Linked DNA regions of Mus musculus: region 2 is linked to region 1. Evidence: chromatin contacts called from public HiChIP or PLAC-seq data. All regions are on one chromosome and are shown on one strand. Each heading gives the region's core, a stretch centred on a gene start, on an enhancer-like site or on the middle of the called end of the contact. The rest is flanking DNA. Distances are from core to core; before and after follow the strand shown.

Region 1 (6,548 bases), core at 1,596-4,095:
CCTACTAGGTCAGCAGCTTCAGCCTAGGGAGTGGTCACTGCATCCAGATGTTGTTTGGCTCAACCCAGGGAAACACCAAGGAGGAGGTGGTGAGATTCTACTCTGAGGTTATGAGTGGAGTTATACTGCACGGGCCTGGCCCCAGTGCAGCCTGCTGTAATGCTGCTCTGGGGCCTCAGTGGAATCCCTTATATCCTGTACTTTCTGGGTACCCCTATCTGGCTTAGTCACCCATCTCCCAGCCCCCTTCGTGGCAGGGTCTGTGGCAATCAATTTAAATAGAACAGACGTTTCACATGGAAAAAGTATAAAAAAAGCACCATGCACAGTTCACACTGATAGTCCCAGCCCCTCAGAGGTTGAGGCAGGAGGATGTCTGGGTCTCCTACACCACAACACCCTCAGTTTATCCATGCAGTTCTAGGGCAGAATTTCCTGTGTGAAATGCAGGCCATCCCACTGGACAGAAGTGTTACACTCTGTCACCTGTTCACTATCTATGGACTCTGGCTCCGTCCCCTTTCGCTCAAGCTTATGCCTGTCTGTGTAATATCCCTGCTTTTGCTTCTTTTGAGTGTCTCTCACTCATGCCACCTGCCTCTGCCTTCTCCGTGCTAGGGTTAAAGGTGTGTGGAGCCCTGCCCAACCTTTCCCCTTAATTTTCAAATGAAATGAAATTTATTTTGTGTATATGTGTGAGTGCAGGTGCAGATGTGCTCTGGAGCACTAGTGATGGTCAAAGAAGAGCCTCAGGAGTCGATCCTCTCTTGCTACCTTGTGGGCTTGGGAGACCAGGTTGTCAGAGCTGCATGCAAGCACCTTTGCTGGATAAGCCATCTCACTGGCTGTCTCTGATTTATTTGTTGAGACAGCATCTCTCACTGAATTTAGACTTCACAACTGGGCTAGGCTGACTGGCTGTTGAGTTCTAGGAATCTGCCTGTCTCCATCTCCCCAGGACCACATTACAGATGTGCCCTGACACATGGGCGTTTTCTGACATGGATGCTGGAGTCCAGACTCCAGGTTCTCAGGTTTGTGCAGTAGTACTTACCCAGCTAAGCTTTGTCACCAGAACTGCTCTGTTCTACGTTTTGTGTCAGGGTCTCATGCAGTCCTGGTTGGCCTCGAACTCAAGATCCTCCTTCAGCCTCCCAAGTACTGAGATCGTGGGCGTTCACCACCAGTCTTGGCTGCTTCATAGTTTTCTTATAGGCTGCTTTCCTCAGCTCAAGACACAGCCCAGCCCAGGCTGGAATCCCAACCATGCTTGTGTTTAGCTCAAAAGCTTTCTTTCAGAAAGCCTTCTAGACTTTTACCTGAGCAGGCCTGGCCCCCTTGATCCTCTTTATCCCCTTCCTGGATCTTGCAACAGTTTCAAATACACTTTCCGATTATGAAAGCATGTCATTAAGATCTGTTGCCTTATCACTAAAACACATGAAAATACAGCTCCACTTTCCCGTCTGTCAGATCTGAGCATATTCCAGCTGCTAGCTTGCTAGAGCCTAGCAAGACTCCTGCTATACAGCAGATGCTCAATAAATATGGGTAACAGTGCATTGAGAATTGTTACCTGAAAGTAATTATCTTTAAAAAACTTATTCACAGAGGTAAAGAAACTTCCTGCCAAGCCTGATGACTTGAGTTAGCTCCCTGGAATCCACAAAGTTCCACAAAAAACAACTCTCCCAGGCTGTCCTGACCTCCACAAGCACAAGTTTATATACACACCCACACACATACACACATAGAAGTAAATGCTGTTACTACAACCACCACCTCCACCACCACCACCACCACCACCACCACCACCACCAAACTCTTATTCATACTGAGGGGGACCTGACTTGTGGTTGACCTTCAAAAATTGTTTATCTTACTCATTTTCTTTATTACTTTTTAAATTAAAATATTTTTTCAGGGGTATACATAGCTCAGCTGGTGGAGTGGTTCCTGCTGACAACAAAACCTAGGAGGAAGCCTGGGTTTTGTTGTCAGCGCCCCAGGTGGCTGGGGTAATAAGAAGTGGAGGAAAGGTGATGCACACCTTTAATCCCAGAGCTTGGGAGACAGAGGCAGGCAGATCTCTGAGTTCGAGGCCAGCCTGGTTTACAAATTGAGTTCCAGGACAGCCAGGGGCTTCATAGAGAAACTTCAGTCTGTCTTAAAAAAAAAAAAAAAAAAAATGGAGGCAGAGGGGCTCACAAGTTCAGGGTCATTCATCCTCTACTACATAGTGCTTTAGAGGCCAGATTTAGTTATTATATGAAACCCTGTCCCCAAATTCCTCATACCAAGTAATAAGGAAATGAGTTATTTCCTGGCTGCACTCAGAATGGGAGAAATTCCCAGGGTGCTTTGCAGACCATGGAGGAGGGGTGGCAAACTGGTGTTCAGGATGGAGATCTCAGTGTTTAGAATGGATTCATAGGGCTCCTGATTCAAACGAACTACACTTCTACTCGTTGAGGGACTCTGAGCGAATTTCCTCACCTTTCTGAGCCTCAGTTTCCTTATCTGTTCTCTTTCCTTTCTTGGGAGCTCACATCCATATCCCTCCAGGTGCAACTGAAGGAAAAAGCCCTAAAATCACGCAAGCACCGAGCGTTCTCCCGCAGCGGGGGGCCAGCGGTACAGTTAGGGTCACCTGGGATGAAGCCCAGGTGTGGAGGGCCCAGTGCGGGGTTCTTCCGGGCCGTGTCGGCTTTAGGAGCCGCCAGTGAGTGGGAGCTGCAGACGAGGCCTGCAGGCCCAGGCCAGGGCAACTCGTGGCCGTGCTCGCTCCCACGCGCGGGGCGGGGCGGGGTGGGGCGGGGCTGCATCCCGGTGACGCGGGCCAACCGCGCGGCGCTGCGCCTCCTCGCTCAGCCGGCCGCCCGCATGGCGCTGCGCAGCTTCTGCAGCGCTGATGGCTCCGATCCACTCTGGGTAAGGTGGTGGGCCGCGGGGGACGGCGCGGGGGCGACCGGGGACTCGGAGGACGTGGGGGGACGCTGGGACGCGCGGACCCAGCTGCTCCCCTAGCCGGAGCCCTGCTCTGCTTACGCGGGGATTCGCCACCCGGGCCCCGGCGTAGCCGCCGCTCTCTTACTCTGGGGACCGGGTTCCGGGAGAGCTGGGTGTGTGCGGGGAGGTGCCTCTGTGCTTTGGGGTTCTGCCATCGGGAAGGGACGCCAGATCTGGAGGCAGCAAATTGGGGATTTTCTGTGTTTTGTGGGGGTAGGATCTCCGTTTACCGCGCACACACTATCATAGAGCACCGTGCAGGAGCCCAGACTCTAGAAAGGGACTTCCCATCGCTTGTGTTGGGGTTCCCCACTGTTTGTTTTACCTCTCGTTTACTCTGGCTTCATGTTTTTTTTTCTCATCCTCTCTCCTTTCTGCCTAAATGCTATCAGGGAACTTTAAGGAAATAAGGAAAAGCCAAGAGAGGGGAGAAGGGCCTTTCTGTCTCTTTTTGTAGGTTTGGGGTGCAGTGGAAAATGCCCTGGACTCTGTAACCAGGAGAGTGCCTTCTACTCTGAGTCAGAGAGACTCCGCTGCTCTGGGGATGTCCCGGGGACTTCAGGCCCTCTCCAGGTAGCTTTCTTGTGAAATGATCCTAGGCTGGGTTCCCTGGCTGACTGCTCTAATCTCCAGTGCTTGTGTATTTCGTGTTCCTGTAATGCTGTTCCTGTAATGCGATTTGCCTGTTATTCCAGAACACTCCTGCATCACATTGTCCTGATTATTAGTGACTACAATAGGAAACCCTGGACACAATGACTTTTCTTTTTGTTTGAGAAACAAGAAAAACATCCCTGTTTCTTAGCAGCTGATGGTTAGCGCCCACAAGTATTTGTTCTGTTTTGTGGTACCTCCGTGATAGACTGCATTAGGAATGATGACCCCTGAAGGCCCCCTGGGAGACTTTTGGGTGAGGAGGGTGCCAATTTTGGTTGAGAAACTTACCATACTTGGATAAATGGTTCATTTTAAAGCCAAGAGGTTGGAGGTTTCTCCAGAGCTGGAAACAGAGCTTGTGATTTACATTCGGGAGTCTGCAAGAGATAGGTGCCTGTTTGCCACACAGGAACACTGTGTGTCCTCTACCCTTGTGCCAAGTGTAGAGACAACGAGGTTATTTTGCAAGAACTCAGGGGGATCTGGGTCACTAACATGGGTGCTGGAGTATTTCCTGAATTTCTTTTTTCTCTTATGGTGGAGGGGAAGTAGACATTAGATTTTCTACCAGTTTGCATATTTTATTTTTGCATATATATAACACACACATACATATATTGTGTGTGTGTGTATGTTTGAGTGTATGCATACCATGGCACATGCGCACATCAGACTTGTGTGGAACTCTCTTTCCACAGTGTGGGTTCTGAGGTCCTCAAGCCTCTCACCAGTTCACATCTGGATGTATCCTATTGTTGCGCAGTGATGACTAGGAAATGTTGGGAGGTATTCTCTAGCTTCTAATATGCTAAAAAGCCTACCCAAGAAGCCTGACTTGGTGTTCTTTCCTTCTTGGAACTTTTTGCCACAGAAAATGAAGATGGATGGATTGTGTTTGGCAGTAGTGGTGGCTGGCCTTCCCCTTAGGCAGCTTCCCATCCTCCCTTAAGTCTCATCTTGCAGATTTCCTTTCGGCCCCTCTTCTCTCTCACTGGTCTAGGCTTGATGGACACCCTGTTTCTGGAGTCCTGGAATCAGAATGGGTGAGAGGGCCACTGGCAAGCAAGAACTTATGTGTAGCTAGAGAATCCAAACACAAAACAGAGTGGGTTGGTTGGCCTGGTGTGCACCTATCTGTAATCACACCATTGGGAAAGCTGAGGCAGGAGAAGTGAAATTCAGGCCAGCTGTGCTAGAGCAAGACTGCTTCAAAGAACAATAAACTAAAGTAGGTGGCTTTGCACCAGCATATCTATACCGCTGCCACACCCTGCCATTCTAGACCTCACCATCTTGAGTTGTTTCATTGTTTACTGTGCTCAGTTTCTATAGAACAGCCCTTCTGGGCTGCGGCCATGGTCTTATCAGTGTTCGTGGTCTAGCCTTCTCTCATGTATTGTATTGTATCCCAACTGCAGCTTCCCCTCCCTCCTCCCCTCCTTGTTCCTCCCTTCACATCCCCATCTTCCCCAGATCTGCTCCTGTTTCCCTTCAGATGGGAGCAGATGCAGAGACCTACAACCAAATATTAGGTGGGACTTGAGGAACCACAGAAGATGGGGAGGAAGGATTGTAGAAGCCCGGTGTGAGGACACCAGGCGAGCACAGCCCACAGAATCAGCGAAGCAGGGCTTGTAAGGACTCCCGGAGATCGATGGGAGTGGGCTGCTGTCCTTTTGCTACTGGTACTTGGATCCTTTTAGGACCAACATTATGCTTAGAGAAGTCAAGATTCCAGCCGTCAGGAACCCTCTCGGAGTCTTGCTCCTGGGCTAGCTCGGGTCTACTGCTGAGAACTTACAACCTTCCCTTGTGCAAAGGTCTAGGATGAGAACAGAGAAACAATGTTATGTAAGTGGAAAGCTGAGCTAAGAGCTGGCAGGGGCTTGCTTTATTCAGTGGGAGTGTGGAGCTGGTAGGAAGTCCGTGGTTTTGTGGCTGATCTTTGAGAGAAGGTTGGGAAAAGGGACTTGGGCCTTTCTTTGTAAGTTACTTAAAAAAAAAAAAGTATGAGGAAATGGCTCAGTGCGCAAGCGTGCTTGATGTATTAGCAGGGAGACCTAAGTTTGAGTCCCAGGACCCATGTAAATAGCCAGCCCTGGCTCTGTCTATAACTGTAGCATTGAGCGGGTGGAGTTTCCCAAAAGAGCAAGTTTCAGGTTCAGTGAGAGACCCTGACTCAAGGAAATATGAAGGATGATAGAGGAAGACACCTGGCATACTCCTTTGTCCTATAAATTGGTATGTGTGCTCTTACACATGTACACACATGTATATATCCCACATCTATATATCACACACAGTAAATTAGAAAATTAGAAAATATGTATTAAGCCTGGTGCAGGCCTGTCATCCTGGCTACTGAAGAAGCTGAAGCAGGAGGACCACAAGTTCAAGGCTAGCCTGGGTAACTTATAAGACCTTGTTTTAAAATCACATGTAAAAAAGGACTGGAGATTAGTTCTGTGATACAACACTTGCCTAGTAAGTCTGAGGTCCCATGCTCAATTCCCTGACCTCAAGAAACAAAAACAAAAGTGAAGAATAAGAAAAGTATCAATTTCATGCCTAATGTAGAAATATTGGAAAACTCAGTCAGTTGCATAGGTGACTGCTCAGAGCAAGTCCCTGTGTGCCCTGTGTTCAGAAGCTGGCTCTGCAGCTAAGATGGGTTCTACTCTGTACCTCAGTTTCCCCATGTAGAATAATGGAGTGCCTAGCCAAGGGTGGTAGTTTGAGTGCTGAGTAGAATTCTTGGCAAGCACTGGGAACAGTGCTCCTTGGTACCTAGTTAGCACTCAGTAGATGTACGGGCTTGTAGTTGGGTGGGACTCCATAGTTGCATCTGCTGAGAACATCTGGGCATACACAAAAGTCAGCAG
Region 2 (6,548 bases), core at 1,942-4,441, 48 kb after region 1:
TCATCAGAGAGGAAGGAGCCACAGTTGAGAAAATGCTTCTTTGAGATCCAGCTGTGAGGTATTTTCTCAATTAGTGATCAGTGGAGGAGGGCCCAGCCTGTGGTGAGCGGTGCCATCCCTGGCCTGGTGGTTCTGGGTTTTATAAGAAGGCAGGTTGAGCAAGCCACGTGAAGCATGGCAGTAAGCAGCACTTCTCCATGGCTTCTACATCAGCTCCTGCCTCCAGGTTCCTTCCCTGTTTTGATTTCCTGACCTGACTCCCTTCAGTGATGAACAGCAATGTGGAAGTGTAAGCCAAATAAACCCTTTTGTCTTTAACTTGCATTTTGGTCCTGATATTTTGTAGCAGCGATAGGAAGCATGGCTAAGACAGTTTGTGATGTTACTTTGTGGTCTCCTCAGCCTGTGCTCCTCTTATGGTGAGGCCATTTTGGATCGTGTTTCCAATTGGCTTGCATACCGGGTGGCTCAGTGACTGTGAAAAGAGTTTGGTAGTGTATTTGTTTTATTTTTAAATTAAGTAGTCACTTACCTGTCATTCTGTTCCCAGGCAGATGCCTAAGAAAACTAGAACTTAGGTTCTAAAAGGCTTTGTACAGACTTGTAGCTGCCTTGTTTGTGATAGCCCAAGACAGAATCAAACCCAAATGCCTATTAGGATGTAAGTAGAAGTTAGGATTACTACTCAGAGCTGAGGGAGGAAGCACCAAGTTATTATGCTAAGTGAAAGAGTAGACAGACAGTTGTCCTCCTAGTATTTGATGCTTAAAGGGGCTTGAACAACAAAACTGGAGGATTTATCAGCAATGTCCCAGTATATCTAATTAAAAGAAAACCAGTGCTGGAGAGATGGCTCAGCAACTGATTAAAGTACCCTCTTCCAGAGGTTTGGTTCCCAGTACCAATGTTGGACAACTCATAGGGCTTGAGGTTTATCCAGAATCAATACCTTGAGAAGATGGAAGACCTATTGGCCTGCCAGCTCCATCTTGGGGAACTCTGACTCAAAGAGTTCTTATAGAGGTCGGTTGAGTTCTACATCGAGGCTGATGGCCCCTTGTCATTTAGGGGATGTTTATCCTCCTGTCAGTTGGTACATTCCTGGATTACCCATGGCCTTGTCTCCTGAGTACATTTCTAATTCTTTAGGTAAACATTATTTTTGGCAAGTCAGTTTTTTTTTTTTTAATCAAAGAACAGACGAGGAAGTCCTTAACTCTGCTTTTTGATTTGATTTAAAGACCACTGGTGTTTCATGTTCTGATAAATTAAAAGCATTCTTTGGGGACATTTATGGACTAGAAATTCCTTTTTGACCCCTTCCTTTCCCTGTCATAGTTGACTGTCATAGCTCTTTTTTTGTCAGCCATTGCAAGGTTTTTGTTGTTGCTGCTGGTTTAGAAGTTACAGCATTAGGCAAAGGGGAGTAGAGTAACTTTACCAGGGACACATTTGTAAAGGATAGCTCATCTCAAAATAGGTAGTGTAAAACAAAATAAAGTAGCTATTAATTGCTTATTCGTTTAAAAGACTGAGGTATGCTCTTCTTCCCATATCTATAGTTTTAGTTACCCATGATCAAACAAGATCTGGAAATATTAAATCTAAAATTCCATTCCTAAGTTTTAAATTATATATAATTCTTGTTCCACCATATTCTGTCATCCAAGGTGACAAAATTCTTTTGTCTACTGTGTCTGTCCTGTTAGTTCAGCAATGATCTTGGGGAGTTGGCTCAGTAGTTAAGAGCACTGGCTGTACTTCCAGAGATTCTGAGTTCAATTCCCAGCAACCACATGTTGGCTTGCAACCATCTATAATGTAATCTGGTGCCCCCTTCTGGCATGCAGGTTTATATGCAGATAGAGCACTCATATACGTAAAATAAATAAATTAAAAACAAAAACCAGACTTAGGTAGCAGTCTAAAGTACAACACAGGCCTGTCGTTGCCTCAGTCTGCTGTCTCTGAGGACCACAGGAAGGGTGAGGGTAGTAGACGTTGTTTTGAGAGTAACAGAACACACTTACATTGTGCCATTTTACTACAGGATGGTGTGTTTCCTTTTTAAAAAAACTGATGTTTGACTTGAAGGTTAAACTTTTATCATAGGTATTTGTAAGAAAACAGAACCAGTCGTATCCATGGATAAGAGGGAGTACTGTATATAAATGTGTAAGAATACAATCTGTATAAACTTGTGTCTGTAGATAGGGGACTTCAGGTTAGCATTTTAGTGGTGTGGATGTCTGGTGGGGTATTTGTCTTTATTCAGGACTATCCTATGTAGGACAGGACAGAACTACAACACCACACAGAAGGATGGTCACAGGGCTAAGTCATTGTGACTCAAGTTTATGAAACAAGTCTGATTGGAAACTTGTGTAGCCATACTGGTTTGTTTTGTGGTGGTGGTGGTTTTATTTTGTTTCACCTTTGATATAAAGTTTTGGCACATAACCCTACCCAGGCTGGTATTTTCTTTCCTATATAGCTGAGAGTGACCTTGAACGTCAAGGTTCTCCTGCCTCCATCTGCCAAGTGCTGGACTTCAAGCACGTGCAGGTCATGCTTGGCAGGCTTTATAGCTCTTGGCTTCTGCATGTAGAAGTTGGATCCTTTCTAAGTGTATTTCTGTGGGGCTGGAGAGATGACTCCATGGGTAAGACCTCCTGCTTCCAGTACAGAGGACCAAGGGTTGGCTCCTAGCACCCACCCCAGGTAGCTTACAACCACCTGTAACCTTTGGTTTCTGGGGATCCAACACCCGTTTCTGGCTTTCACAAATACCTGCATTCATATAGTGCACATAAACATAAATAGAAAAAAGTCTTTGCTTTTTATACATAATATGGTATCATGGTCCAGCTTATTCTTTGCATGTGGCTATCTAGTTTCCTATTACTATTTTGTTTTGTTTTGTTTAATTTTAGAGAGGCCCTTCCTATACATGTATGTAGCCCAGGCTCCTGGCACTCCTCCTACCTACTTCCCAAGTGCTAAGATTGCAGGCATGAGCCACTTTGCCTGGCCTATCACCAGCTTTTGAGGAAAAAAAAAAAGATTTATTTCCAGTGAATAGACTTGACAGAAATCACCAGCTTCTGGGCCCTTAATTGTGGGCCCAGACTGATCCCTGTGTGGCTTCCTTGTTTCTGTCTTGACATCTGTCAGCTTTGTCTTCTCTTTTAGGAAGGCTTTAGCTTATCTGGGTCTCTAGTTCCCATTTCAGATTTTAGAACTGCCCCATCACTTCCTGTGATGCGAAGCAGCCGTCTGAGCTTCTGATAGGGATTGTGAATCTGTAGAGGAGTTTGGGGCCATCATGCTGCCATGCTTTTCAGCTACAGCCTCTTAGGATTGTGTGTCTAGCTGAGCTTGGGGCCAGCACGCCTGTCATTCTGTCCATCCATGAGGGAGGCAGGACTTCCAGTTTATTGACTCAGAGCCTCATTATGTTGCTCATCGTTGCCGACAATTTGTGACCTCTTTCTCCCAGCTTCCCAGCACTGGAGTTACAGTCACATTCCACCACGCGTGGCTACTATGAGCCCTGCCTTGCAAACGAGGAAACTAGCCTTAGTATCCCTGCAGTTGCAGCCAGCAGATGGCCCAGGGGGAATCTGAACCCATGGCTCCCAAGTCCAGGGTTATACTCACTGCATTAAGCTTGACTCTATGGTGATATGTCTTGGGTTCTGTTCTTCTTTATTCTGTTTTTTTTTTTTTTTTTTTTTCCGAGACAGGGTTTCTCTGTGTAGTCCTGGCTGTCCTGGAACTCACTTTGTAGACCAGGCTGGCCTCGAACTCAGAAATCCGCCTGCCTCTCCCTCCGGAGTGCTGGGATTAAAGGCGTGCACCACCACGCCCGGCTCTTCTTTATTCTCTTGACTGTGGGCTATCTCTGGTAGACCAGATAACTGCTTTACTCTCCTCTCATTATAGGCAGCCTGTACGGATTGTGTATGCCCCTCCCAAAGATCCCAGCAAGCCTAAGGGAAGTTCCCAGTTGGATGTGAATGAGGAGGTGGAGGCACTGATTGTCAAGTCACCCCACAAGGATCGGGAGCCCTCTCTGTTCAAGGTGTTATACAAGACTTTTGGTCCCTACTTCCTCATGAGCTTCCTGTACAAGGCCCTTCATGACCTGATGATGTTTGCCGGCCCCAAGATCTTGGAGTAAGAACCTGGTTCCCCATAACCTCCTGGGCGGTCCTGTCATATGCCAGAGCAGGCTTGTTACCGGCCCCTTACCTTCATCTTCCCCAGCTTTGTTTAATTACTATCTGAGTTGTGGCCACTTTGATTGCAAGTCACGAAAACCTCCTGAATCCAAAGTTAGGAGGATATGGGACTGTCTAGAGCAAGGGTGCAGGTAGATCTCATGAATATCTGCAGCTGGAAACCAAGAATCCAGCAAGCGGGCCTCTGCCATCTTTCTCTCCATCACCTTGGTCTCAGTGTGCTCTATTTGACTACCTTTGAGTGACGTGCTGGTGGAGAGACCTAACTATCGGTATCGTGATCCCAAGGCAGAGGTCTCTGTTGTAATAATCTGGTACCTGGCAGTCATAGCACCCCTATAAGGTAAAGTGTTGCCTGGTGGATGGCTCAGGTGGAAATCACTAGGGTGACTTGAAAGTATTTGCCCCTACTGTATGTATCACACTTAAATCTCCCTCCCACCCCCACAGATTGATTATCAACTTCGTGAATGACAGGGAGGCTCCCGACTGGCAGGGCTACTTTTACACAGCACTGCTGTTTGTCAGCGCCTGTCTGCAGACACTGGCACTCCACCAGTACTTTCATATCTGCTTCGTCAGTGGCATGCGCATCAAGACTGCTGTGGTGGGCGCTGTCTATCGTAAGGTAGGCCAGGCACCACACCCAATCCTGTGACCCCATAATCCAGGGACAGCTAGCTGGAGCTCTCCAGGACCTGTGGAGATTTCCAGGCCAGCATCCTCAGCAAAGAAAGGATGGGGGCTGTGGGGACCATGGGGCCAAAGATAGCTCTCATCACGCTTATCTCTTAATAAAATGGCTCTCAGTGGCAAGTGTGAGGGATATTAGTGAGACTACATGTTACCTGTGGGTAGCTGGGTTTCTTAGACAGATTGGCTCTCTTTGATGAAGTCTTGGATGGAAATTCAAGTTCAGAACCTGGGGAGATGTCTAACTAGGTAAAGTGTAAGCTTGACAACCTGAGTTTGGATTTCCAGAACTAGGTAAGTTTGGCAAGGTAGTGCATATATATGCACTGAGCAGTGAAGATAGGAGAATTCCTAGAAGCTCCTGAGCCAGGTAGCCTTGGGTACAGTAGTAATGAGACCCTGTCTCAAACAGTTTGGAACGCTAGGACAACATCTGCCCTCCACATGTGCTCCGTGGATGCATGTGTCTGCATATACATGTTCATACGTGTGCACAGTTTTTTTATTTTTATTTTTTAAAGAAAAGGAATCTGTGTTAAATATTCTAGTTTCACATCCTGGGTTTGCCTTCACTGTCACCCTACATTTGAACTGAAGAGAGAGCGTGCTTCTTGAATTGAGGCAGACAAGCTTAAATATTTTTATTTGTTTCACCATGCTGGAAGTGCACATGGCTGGCAGGGACTGTTCACAGAGCTTGGGCCATAGCCCCATTTCTACTTTTTGGTTGTTGTTGATGTTCAGTTTTTTTTTTTTCCATAATTTTAGTTTTTATTGAAGATAAGGTTTTTTTCATACAGTATATTCTGATCAAGGTTTCTCCTCCTTCAGTTCCTCCCAGATCCTTTTCCTCTACTCAAGTCCGTACTTTTTTCTCTCATTAGAAAACAAACAGGTAACTTAAAGGGACCCAGCGATTCAGCCCACACATGTCCTGGCTTCTGCACCACGGGGCTCACAGGCTGGCAAGAGAGGCAGTTTTCCTAGTGCTTCTCACCCCTGATTACAAATTGCACTCATCTATTAGCTTGAGTCCTGGTATGTAGGCAGCATCCCAGACCAGTGGGACCTTGAAGTCAAGGTTGCAGTGTTCAGAGACATAGGGATATTTTTAAGGCCATTGACACCGCAAGACACTTTAGGTATCATAGCTTGGGATGAGGGCATTTTCTGCGTTGAGGCCAGGGACTGTCTTTCAGTTAGTATGCAGACTGGCCAAACAAAGCATTGTCTAGCTCCCAGTGTCAGGGTAATAAGGCCAAGAACCTTGTGTTAGGATCTGAGGCCAACAACATGGAAATCCAGAATCTTAGCCTAAACACAGACCTGCTGATTAAGGACCCCAGGTGACACGCCTGCATATGAAGTATATAAGGTCATGGTTTGGAAAGTGCCTGGAACAGCTCAGGATGGAGAGGAGAAAGATAGGCACGTACTGCTGTCCAGAGTCTTGTCCAGGGTCTGGGGAGGTCCATGACCCTTTGCCTTCACTGGTAGGCTCACCTCTTCCTCTCTCCTGAACCCCACAGGCTCTTTTGATCACCAATGCAGCTAGAAAATCTTCCACGGTCGGAGAGATTGTCAACCTCATGTCCGTGGATGCTCAGCGCT

The links. HiChIP or PLAC-seq counts read pairs in DNA pulled down with a chosen protein or histone mark.
Region 2: an H3K27ac HiChIP or PLAC-seq map of the HPC-7 cell line shows a contact between it and region 1, with 5 times the contacts expected there. The contact joins the enhancer-like site here to the promoter of Abcc1 in region 1. A contact is called at or near these places in 10 of 39 promoter capture datasets (the 3T3-L1 cell line, 3T3-L1-derived adipocytes, the HPC-7 cell line and 7 more), 1 of 15 datasets of contacts at CTCF or cohesin (CD8 T cells), 1 of 484 Hi-C or Micro-C datasets (brown adipocytes), 8 of 115 datasets of contacts at active chromatin or transcription factors (CD8 T cells, the HPC-7 cell line, bone marrow-derived macrophages and 3 more) and 4 of 9 other capture datasets (adipose tissue, embryonic stem cells, liver and 1 more).

What each region holds. Positions count from the first base shown.
Region 1 is chr16:14,358,713-14,365,260 of GRCm38.p6, forward strand. It overlaps Abcc1 (ATP-binding cassette, sub-family C (CFTR/MRP), member 1), which reads left to right and starts at 2,846. Exons shown (of 31, transcript NM_008576.3): 1 at 2,846-2,931. The coding sequence starts at 2,884.
Region 2 is chr16:14,406,755-14,413,302 of GRCm38.p6, forward strand. Abcc1 (ATP-binding cassette, sub-family C (CFTR/MRP), member 1) reads left to right here. Exons shown (of 31, transcript NM_008576.3): 8 at 3,946-4,179; 9 at 4,695-4,872; 10 at 6,467-6,548. Among named protein-coding and RNA genes, the nearest start is that of Abcc1, 48 kb to the left of the region's middle. Within about 2 kb of position 3,192, at least 10 of the 459 cell types and tissues checked have an H3K27ac peak or open chromatin away from gene starts, as enhancers often do. A contact at or near this core is called in the HPC-7 cell line and bone marrow-derived macrophages, where this site is marked.